Linked DNA regions of Rattus norvegicus: region 2 is linked to region 1. The links are chromatin contacts, called in public Hi-C maps. All regions are on one chromosome and are shown on one strand. The core of a region is the stretch at or near the end of the contact, and the rest is flanking DNA. Distances in the headings are between cores, read along the strand shown.

What was found. Hi-C and Micro-C count contacts between places; a contact is called where the count stands out from the background.
Region 2: a contact with region 1 is called in a Hi-C map of Schwann cells, with 4 times the contacts expected there. The contact joins the promoter of Lnc056 here to the enhancer-like site in region 1. A contact is called at or near these places in 5 of 12 Hi-C or Micro-C datasets (the A7r5 cell line, Schwann cells, frontal cortex and 2 more).

The regions. Positions count from the first base shown.
Region 1 is chr5:26,887,219-26,892,356 of GRCr8, forward strand. It overlaps the pseudogene Psmd1-ps1. Among named protein-coding and RNA genes, the nearest start is that of Lnc056, 71 kb to the right of the region's middle. Within about 2 kb of position 2,048, at least 29 of the 93 cell types and tissues checked have an H3K27ac peak or open chromatin away from gene starts, as enhancers often do.
Region 2 is chr5:26,957,812-26,962,949 of GRCr8, forward strand. Lnc056 (long non-coding RNA 056) reads right to left here and starts at 2,686. Exons shown (of 2, transcript NR_126574.1): 1 at 2,589-2,686; 2 at 2,243-2,397.

The DNA.
Region 1 (5,138 bases), core at 798-3,297:
CCTGTGTACTTCAGTCTATTGGGCGAAACAGAGTTCCAGTTGGAACAGAGGTGGCAGGCAGTAACCTTCCAGGCCTGCCACGGTGACTCAGTTCTGTCATGGGTCATGGTGGTTTTAGATTACCCAGAAAGAGCCACCTAGAACACCTAGGGGACCTAGTGTCCTAACACATGAGCTTGTGAGGGGCATTTCAGATTTAAATCACAGCAGATGCTACCCATGGATGAGGGGCCCAGAACTTCCTTTTCACTGCTTTCCTTGACAAGGAACTTTTCCCCTTCACCATCTCCCTAGTCTAGTCTGTATCGTACTTTCGTTTGCTCAATATTTAGTGTATGCTGTCTTATGAGTTTCCCGGAGACTCAGGAACAGCTGGCAGCCTCACAGTCTTCCTATACACTTGAACTCCTACTCCGGTGGCTGTAAAACTACTTGATGCTGTTTAAATTTTAATTCTTTTACAACTAAGTTGGAAAACTTGACAACTTTTTAAGACTGTTTGGAATACCTTTGTGATGTAAATCGCCTCCCACTGGTGGACTTAATGAAAGTTCTGTACAGCCAGAATCAAGTGTTTCTAAGAAATCTGGGTGGGCAAACGGAGATGGCTTGTAAATGCAGATGTACCCTGAACTGAAGTATTTCATCTGAGAAAAAAAAAAGACATATCTCGCAAGTAACTTTTATACTAACATTGGATTGAAATAGTATTTGGGGCAATCATAGGTTGAATATGGTGTGTTATAAAAAATGAATCTGAGCTCAATTCTTAAGGCGACAAACCATGTAAAGTCACACCCCGGTGTGCGTGTTGTGTTTTCCCAGGACAGGACTGGACTGAGTTGTGTTTGTTTTTTTTGGCCTTTTGGTTGCTACGCATTTATCAACCTTTGATTTCATGCCAGCGTTCTGGATCTCCTCTTGAGGTGGCATTCTCTGTCCTCTGGCCAGGAGGAGTGCTCCTCTGGCCCGGCAGCTGTCACGCTGACGCCCCTCATCGCTGACATCTTGGAAATCCTTTTATTGCTCTGCTGCGGTAAAGCCTTTTTCCTGGCTCTGGCTGGCTTCGTTCTTGTTGAACCCCTTTGTTTAATGAAGCATCCTCTCCAGCAGTGACCTGAAAAAAGTTCGTGGGAGGATAATTTTTTTTTTCTTTTTCTGCAGCCTCATGTGTCTGAGAGTTCTGCACACGCCCTGATACAGCAGTTTGAGGAGGTGAGCCCAGTATGGAAACTATTATTCAGAAATTGGAAGCCACCGAGCCATTGTCTTACAGCTCCTTTGTGCCACCGAGAAATCCTGTCACTTGACTTACGTCCTTTGGATGTGAACTTTCTCCAGCAACCGTCCTTTCTTGTTCCTCTGGTAGCCTCTTCCTTTTTCTCGGCGCTGCAGGGACTTTCATGACGGTGTGACTCGCTGTGGGTCATGACTTCCAATTCTGGGGAATGCTCCTGACCTACTTGATCCGTGATTTCTTCTCCACTTTTTTCTTCATCTTTTCTCTTGGGAAATCTTTAGCGTTCGGATGAAATAGATAGTTATTGCTCTGCGCTGGTCCCCAGCCATCCCTTCTTTTTGATTTCCCACCTATGTCTTTTGCTTTCTTCTTTAAAGCATTCCTGGAACGTTTTTCCTAACTCTTCTGCTCGGTTTGTATCACTGCATGTTTAATGCCCCGAAGCTCTTGTGAATCTTCTTTTTCTTTTATTGCCTCCTGCTCTTGTCATGTGGGTGTTGTGTTATCTGTATCTTGTCTTCAAAAATAGTGGTTGTTTTAATATTTTTTTCTTTTTCACCACTCCCCCTATGTTTTAGGTTTCTTACACCCTTTTATAAAGGTAGTAATTCTTGGTTGCTTGGGCAGTTAGCTGCCAAGGGTGGGGTCAAGGTTCCAGGCACGGTAGCTTAGGGGAATTCCCCAGGACAGCTGCATTCGGTGTTTCCTCCAGAGCTGGTCAGATTTTCCAGTAGAGACTCTGCCAGTCTCCTGCCTCAGGGGGTGGTGGCATCCTGGATGCCAGCATTCTGGGAGCTGAATTAGTGAGAGAGCTTGGAATTTCAACATTCAGCCTTCACTGCCACCCGCTTCTTTGAAGCACTCCAGACGGCTGTGGACTACCCCCTGGCAGATAATTATTTCTGCAACTGCAGACTGACCCAGAACTCTGAAGCCTGGGAAACTAGTTTTATTTGCATATGACTTTTAGAATCGGGCTGTTGATGAGCTTGGCTGAATGGTGTGCCTGATCACACGGTCACTGGTGCCGCAGGGACATAGAGCCTGCTCTGTCCCTGTTCCCCCACCGTGGTTGATATTTCTTGGTTCTCTGTCTCTGTCTCTTTCTCTTTCTGCCTCTGTCTGTCTCTCTCCATGTTTGCTCCCAAGAAACACTTCATCTGGCTTGGGTGTTTCATAGCCTGGGCATCTCAATGTAGTCACACTTTCCCGCCCTACCAACTCCCAATGGGCACAAAGCAGAAGCTGCCAGCAGAAGACACAGTACCACATAGAGCCCAACAGACTTGTCAGAGAAATCATAGCCCTTCCCTTTCCTTTCCTCCCCAGACGTAAGGATGTGAACAAATAGACCTCTGTTCCTGATGAAAGGAGAGTCACTTGTCAACTTGTCACTTGTTCATTGGCTGTCAGGTGTCTCATCAGTAATCTGCCTTACTGTCCAGGTCAAAATACCTATGTGTTACATGTGTGTGTGTGTGTGTGTGTGTGTGTGTGTGTGTGTGTGTGTGTGTACATGACACGATACTTAGAGTAGATAGAAGTCAGGGGATGTCTTGCAGGAAGGAGTAGGTTCTTTCTTTCTAAATGACTTAGTTTCTTTTCTATTGCTGTGAAGAGACACCATGACCACAGCAACCCTTGTAAACTCTTGTAGTTAGACTGGCTCACAGCTCAGAGGTATCATCTGTTATCATCAGGGCAGGAAGCATGGCAGCATGCAGGCAGGCATGGGGCTGGAGAGGAGCTGAGTGTTCTACATCTGGATCTAAAGACTGGAGAGAGAGAGAGAGAGAGAGAGAGAGAGAGAGAGAGAGAGAGAGAGAGAGAGAGAGAGACTGGCTATGGCTTGAGCATCTAAAACCTCAAAGCCCTAGTGACACACTTCCTTTAACAAGGCTATACCTCCCAATAGTGCCACTTCTTATGGGCTATGAGGGCCATATTCTATCCACCACACATCATGTGGGTCCCAGTGATCCAACTCTGGTCATCAGGCATGGTGACAAACACCTGCTGAACCAACTCTCCGGCTTGATTCTCTTTTTGTTTTTGTTTTTTTCATTTTTAGAGAACACAAATTCCACTTCGTAGGAGTACTTATTTTCTTCTTCTTTATGTTGAAAATCCAAAAGAATGCTTGTATTGTACCAGCTCATCGACACATGCCTGTAATACCATCACTCAGCGAGGCAGGATTCTATGAGCCTACGTTTCTTCCATGTACATGTGTATGCTGTGCATATGTGTGCCTATATGTATACACACATATATGCACAGGGGTTCCTGTTGGGAGTCTATGTGAATTGCTCTCCCCTTTATTCCCTAAGTCAGCTTTTCTCACTGAGTCTAAAGCTTGCTTGCTTCAGGGACCCATTCTTTCTCTGTCTCCTGAGCCCCAGGGTTAGAGGCTAGCTGCTTTGTCATCCCAGTCTCCTCAACCCTTAAGTTCAAGAATTTCGGACTATCCTGGGTAACATTTGGAGATTTGGCATCTAAACATCTGCGCACGTATGTGAACACAGACACACGCGCGTACGCGCACACACACACACCACCAGTACAGGCACGCCACACACCACACTATACCACATATATGTCTTCAATGTGTATTCTCACCTTTATTAAATTTTTTAATATACCCCTCAACCCCCGCCCCGCCCCTAACCTCCAGTTTGTGTTTTCTTTTCTTTTGGAAAGAGATCCGAATTTATTTACTTGGAAGCTTAGAGTGTCTTATCAGCGATTGTTTAGCTTCTGTTCTTCTAATGCCAAAGGGGGAATTCTACACTTTTATTAATTTGGCAGTTTTACTTTCCTCACTTGGGGGTCTACTCGGCTGGGAGACAGATTTGCGGTCAGCTGTCCCACAGTCCTATTCTCTTCTAGCTCGAGTCTGAGAACGTCTTGTCTTTCCGGTGGGGTTTCCTAACATCTCTTACGTGGTTTTATTTTTTATTCTGTACGTATAGATTTAACCCTCCTTTGATGTAACCATTATATGCCTTCCATTCGGCTTTTGGGAAGCGGAGAACAATTAAAACACTCAAATTATCAGCTTTCATTTTCACTGGTTATCCTGTACTTGGTTTAGGTAACCAAGCTTTCTAAGAAATGCTTCATAAGTGTGATTATGCCAGAGTGGATACTTTCTCTCCAATGGCTAAGAGGAGAGCAAAGTTCCAAAGTTCCTCACCAGGGCCCGAGGAGTGCTGGGGATAAAATGCTCATGAGCAGGCCATTCTCAAGATGCTGTGATCTGATTGGCCTGTGACCACATACCCAAGAAGCTATGATCTGATTGGCCCGTTTTAGGGCCCAGTCAGCGTCCACACCGGCTCTCCAGGTGGTTTGGTGGATCTTGGAGTAGTGGTGCGCACCTTGTGCCTGTCGATGGTTTTTTGGAATTAGGAAAAGAAAAAAAGAAAATACCAGGAGTAAAAAGGATGACATTGGAAGGGAGGGGAAAGGCAGAGGACATCGCAGAAAGAGAACTCAGGATCTCGAGTGGCATCGAGTCTCAGCTCTTTGAAAGGTTCAGCCCCCGACTTTACCCTTAAGTGTTAGCCATAGTCTAGATGTACTAGTTATTTTCATTGTTTCGGCGACAACATACCTGAGAGCCACAATATAAAGAGGGAAGGGTTTATTTTGACCCATCACAGGCAGGAAGAGATGTGAGCAGCGGAAGTATGACACGCTAGTTGGCGTTGTATCTGCAGACAGGATGTAGAGAATGTCGGTGCTTGGTTGGTGCTTGGTTGAGTTTCTCATTGAAAGTCCAGTCCAACATTTACATTGGGTCTTCCTTCTAAAGTTTCCTCTTTGGAAACCCTTCACAGAGATACCCAGAGGTATTCTCTTAGGTGACTCTAAATTCAGTCAAGTTGACAACTAG
Region 2 (5,138 bases), core at 1,436-3,935, 71 kb after region 1:
TGTCCAGAGCCACACTTCCCAGAACCCTTAGCATCGCCATCGCGTAGATACCATAGACACTGTAGACACCGTAGACACCATAGACATTGTAGACACCGTAGACACCGTAGACAGCGTAGACACCGTAGACACCGTAGACACCGTAGACACCGTAGACACCGTAGACACCGTAGACACCGTAGACACCGTAGACACCGTAGACAGACACTGTAGACACCGTAGACAGACACCGTAGACAGACACCGTAGACACCGTAGACACCGTAGACACCGTAGACACCGTAGACAGACACTGTAGATACGGCTTTCACTTGGCTCATGTGTCTCTTTTTCTTGTTATGGGTCACACGACTAATGCACGCTACAGACTTTTCCCACTTTTTCACTTTATTTCACTGCCTTCTCGTTCCATCTCTCCCCCTTTCTTGAGAAATTTCAAGAAAGTTCAGTGCAAACAATTGAGAAACTCTAACAGAAGCCGAGGGCAGAGAGGAGAGGGCAAAGGGCTAACGAGGAGGGGCCAAGCCCAGTGCCTTCTCTTGAGACCCAGTGGGAAGGCTGTCTCCTGGGCAAAGCCTCCAGTCTTAAAAGACCAGCATGTTTCCTTTTGGCAGCTGACCTGCCAAGAATTAACCCTTTGAGAAACTGCCCTGTATGGTTTGGTTACTGCTTTTCTTTACACTGTCAGGTCTTGTTTACCTGTTACGGCATGAGTGTGAGGTCCAATATTAGTGTAATGGGCTATATAGTTTGCTACCAGTTTTCACCAGTTTAGTTATCACTGCTTTCCCAGAATGCTATCAAAGTACTTGAACAACTTCCTACTTACTACCGGTTTCAAGATGAGATAGTCACATAAAGAGGGGAATTCTCTTTTCCCAGAAGGGCTCTTGTCAGAAGTCAGGTTCCAAAGAACTGTGGATTAGGCCTGGAAGTTTCCGAGGACCACTTTCAGTTTGGGGGTTGGTGAGGCAGCTAATGCCATGCTGTTTCCTAGCAACCCCCACCCCTCAAACCCCCCACCCCCACACCACCACCACTACAAAGAGACAGGAGCCTAGTTTCTTCCCCTTGGGTTCCTAATATGCTTCTGTTATTTATATCTTTAATTGTGCAAGAGTATCCAGAATGGTAAAAACCGAACAAGTGGATAAATTTAAAAATTTAAAAAAAAAATCCTAGTTGCTGATGTCTGACTTCCCGTGTTCTCGTTGTTGCTACTCTTGTTGCTTTGGGTTTTTGTTTTGCTTCTCGAATGTTGTTGTTTTCCAGGAAAGCTGTCGTTTATCGTGAGAACAGGAGCAGCCATGTGTTGATTTTTCTGGATTCCTTTTGGCTACTGTCCCAGTGCTAATGAAGGCCCTTCCAAAGTGCTAACGAGCTGGTGCCAAAATCAGTTACGCCGAAAACAATGGAGCCGCATAGCATGCAGACAGCGTGTATACCCGCATTTGCACACACGTGCGCATGCACACACAGATTTAAAATAGTATGTTCGTGTGCAACTTCCTGTGTGCAAATCAGACATAGCCATGCACGCCAACATGATGTGCACGTTGGAACTTCACAAAGGAGAATGGGAAGGTTCCTTTTATGAAACGACTAATATTTGGTTGCAGAAATCATTCCTAGCTCAAAGGAGGAGCAAAGTTTCTAGATTTTTCTGGGCACGAATTTTCTAGCTGGGAAACTAGAAATGTACGCTCATTAACGTAAACAATGTAAGGTGTAATGTCCGCGTGGCTATGGATTTTATTTTACTGAAAGGAAGATCCTGCTCTAAGAAGCACCCGGGCACTGCTTAGTTTAGAATTGGCCCCCCTGGCTGATTTTAGTAAAGTCACCAGCACTGATCTTTGAGCCCTTTTAAGGTGGTATTTTGTGGCTGGGGCTCTCTCTGGTTTCCATGGGTTTTCCTTGAGCCTTTCTCTCAGTGTGTAATTATTCTCGCCTCAATTTGTTTACACAGCTTGGAGATGGGGACAGAGTTCTCTGGCGACTGTGCAACTGCAGCAATCAGCGTAAAGAGAAGCATTTAGATGCTATAAAACCTAACAGCCCGGCATGCACCATTACATAGCAGTTACCGAAATTTAGTAAATTAAATTAAATAATTTTAAATAAATTGATTTCAGGGATTTAAAAACTCATCTCTGTGGAATCTAGTTGTCAGTTTTTTTTATTTTTATTATTGTTCATCAAGTACAATTTATGTTTTTTAATGAATCAAAATCCCTCTTCCGCCACCTAGTCCAAAGTAGCTCTCGGTACCCTCGATTGAGTCGGTAGCTTCGTGCGCCATCTTCCGGCGGCGTCTAGTACCACGGCCGCGAGGCATCACTCCGCGAGGAGTTGGGGGAGTCGCGGCGACAGCCAGGGTGGCCACGTCTCACCGTCTCTGCAAAAATTCACGGTTAGGACGATGCTCGAAGCGAATGCGTAAACTGCTCCCGTGGGCTTTGTCATTGTGGGTCACCCTGAAGCACGGGGACAGCCCAGAGAGACTTTGGCTGTGGGGGCTGAAGGTTTGTTTTCTGTCAGTGGACGCCTGCCCTCCCTCTCCTTCATTAACGCCTGGATGAGATTGACCTGCTGTTTGCCCGACATCGCCACGAAGCCAGCGGTCCCTCCGCACCCACAGCCTTTCTCTGCTCCAGCACAGCTCGGTTCCAAGGGGCCGCTGCATGTTCAGACGCACAGCCCAGATAAAGACCTGTGGGGTTTTAAATATTTTATTTCCTTTTCTGAAACGATCAAAGTCATGCGTGATTGGGATAATGACGAGCCGCGCCTTGTTTTTAAGGCTATTTTTTTTTACATGTATGGTTAATCTGACGATAGTTTAACAAATAAAAAACCATCAGATGATACTGATAGGGATTGAAGGAGAGGGAAATCCTTTCCTTAGCAGCACTGAAGCAGCTTGACGTATCTCGTTTCGGTAAAGTGCCACCTACGTCTTTCCCCACGTACTCTGGGTTGTAATCCAGCGCACCCACGTACAATGGCTAATAATCCAAACCTCCGGGAAAGGAATCCTCCCCCCTCTAGTTGGACCTCTCTTCTAGCTTCTAGGCAGAAGGCAGAGTGGGGAACTGAGCGCCTGAGTGCTTTCCGGGTTAACAACTGGCTTGTCCCCTCCCCCACTACAACGCTTCAGCGCAGCAACAGATGGTGTTGGTTTTTTTTTTTTTTTCCCTTCTGAGTTTAAGATGGTTCATTTTGTGCCTTCTCGGGAGAAAGATGAAGATTAACTCCACTCCATCGTGAGCAAGAGCAAAGGAAAAAATGTGATATCTTCTAAGAAAAACAAAAACAAAAACAAAAGACCCTTTATCTCGCCCATGTGTGGTCAGTGCCCTCTTTGTCGTCTTCAAGTGGGAGTTTCTTCTCTCTTACACTTTATTCCCTTTCCCGCCATGTACCTCTGCTTCCTTCCTTCCTAGGCATGTACTTTCCGTGTCTGTACAGACAAGAAGGGTAAGGAAAAGTTGTCTGATAATGTATAATTCTGTGCATGTTACGGATCTCTGGAGAGTTTGAAGGCTGTTTTACTCTTTCAAGCAAATGATAAAACAAAGCATCGGCGTCAGGAACAGGGCTGGAGAGGCGGCTTGGCGGGAAAAGGCACTTTTCCCAAGCAGACAACCTCCGTTTGATTCCAGACTAGCACATGGTGGAAAGAAAGAACAGACTCCCCAAAACTGTTCTCTGACCTTCCTCCACACCTGCGTCATGATACTCAAGCGCTTTCACCACACCCCCAGACCCGAGGGAGAGAACGATTTGGACTCACACATTAAATAAATAACATTTAATAACATCTAATAGAGAACAGAAATCACACAAAGGCAAATTCAAGAAAATAGGATTAACGTGGTGGCCTAGGCCTACAAACCCAGATATTGAAAAACCGAGGCAGGAGGTAGGCTATGCGTTTAAAGTCCATCTGAACTAAAGAATGAGACCTCTTCCTCTCTCAGGAAGCAAGCACGAAAACAATCAAAACAAAAACAAAAAAACAAAAACAAACCAAGCAATCCAATACAAGCTGGCCTGGTAACACATGTCTGCCAGTAATGCTAGAGTTTGGAACGTTGGTTTTAGAGTGAGTTCACTGTTCAGCTGATCTAACGTGTATAAAAAGAAGAAATGGCATCAGATGGTCTTGCTACCAATAATACAATTATTTACTTATTTAAGATTTTTTTGAGGTAGTCTCATAATATAGCCCCAAGCTGGTCTCTTTGGCCTTAGTCCTCAGTGCTAGTATTAAAGGTCTGTGCCAGCAAGATCAGCCTCCAGCCTTAAAGGAGCGCCTTCCCCCCCAGACACGAAGATGTAAAAAGGCAAAACAAAACAAAATGAAACAATACAAGAATCTGTTACATGTTAAGGTTGAACGGCCCTTTCTCCATCTGCTAACTGAGGGCCAGTTCTTCTCAGCTCCTGGTCTTGTATGTCATTCATAACATTTAATGCAGTTACACTGTCATTCAAGTGTCCTTGGTTCCAGACCGGCCACAGGAGGCATGGTCCTAAGCGCTTTGCACTTGGTCAGCCCCTGGGCTAATCTGAGAGCTTCATGTTGGCACTGCCTTCCTCCTCAGTCCCTCGGTGCTATGAGCTGCTAGTCCTAATCTCATGCAGTCATTTACTTGACTTCTTTTTCCCCACTTTAAAAGGGAGGCAAAGAAACAGGCATCAACGAGGCCTTTCAGACTCCCTGTTTGTCTGTTTCTTTATGAAGAAACCCAGAAACAAAGTGACTTTGTGTTTTTCTGAAATGAGAACACCTTCAGGAGAGTGTTACAAGCTGAACGGAACCCCCTGCCTCAATTCCCGTGCTGAATTCCTCCTTGGTAGCTTGGAAGGACACCTTATCTGGAGACAGGGTCTTTATAGAAACGGATAAGCTAAAATGAGGTCATTAGAGCTCATTCCAATCCAGTCTGAATGGTGGCCTTGTAAGAAGGGGAAGTTTAGACATGTTTAGAGAGACAGCTGTGTGGGGGGCAGAAGGAGAAGATGTTGGCCACCTACAACCTAAGGAGAGAGGCCTCAAGGGATTTTCTTAGCGTTCTTAGAAGGAGACAGCCCTGCTGGCAATTTGACTCTAGTGGTTTTTTTTTTTTTTTG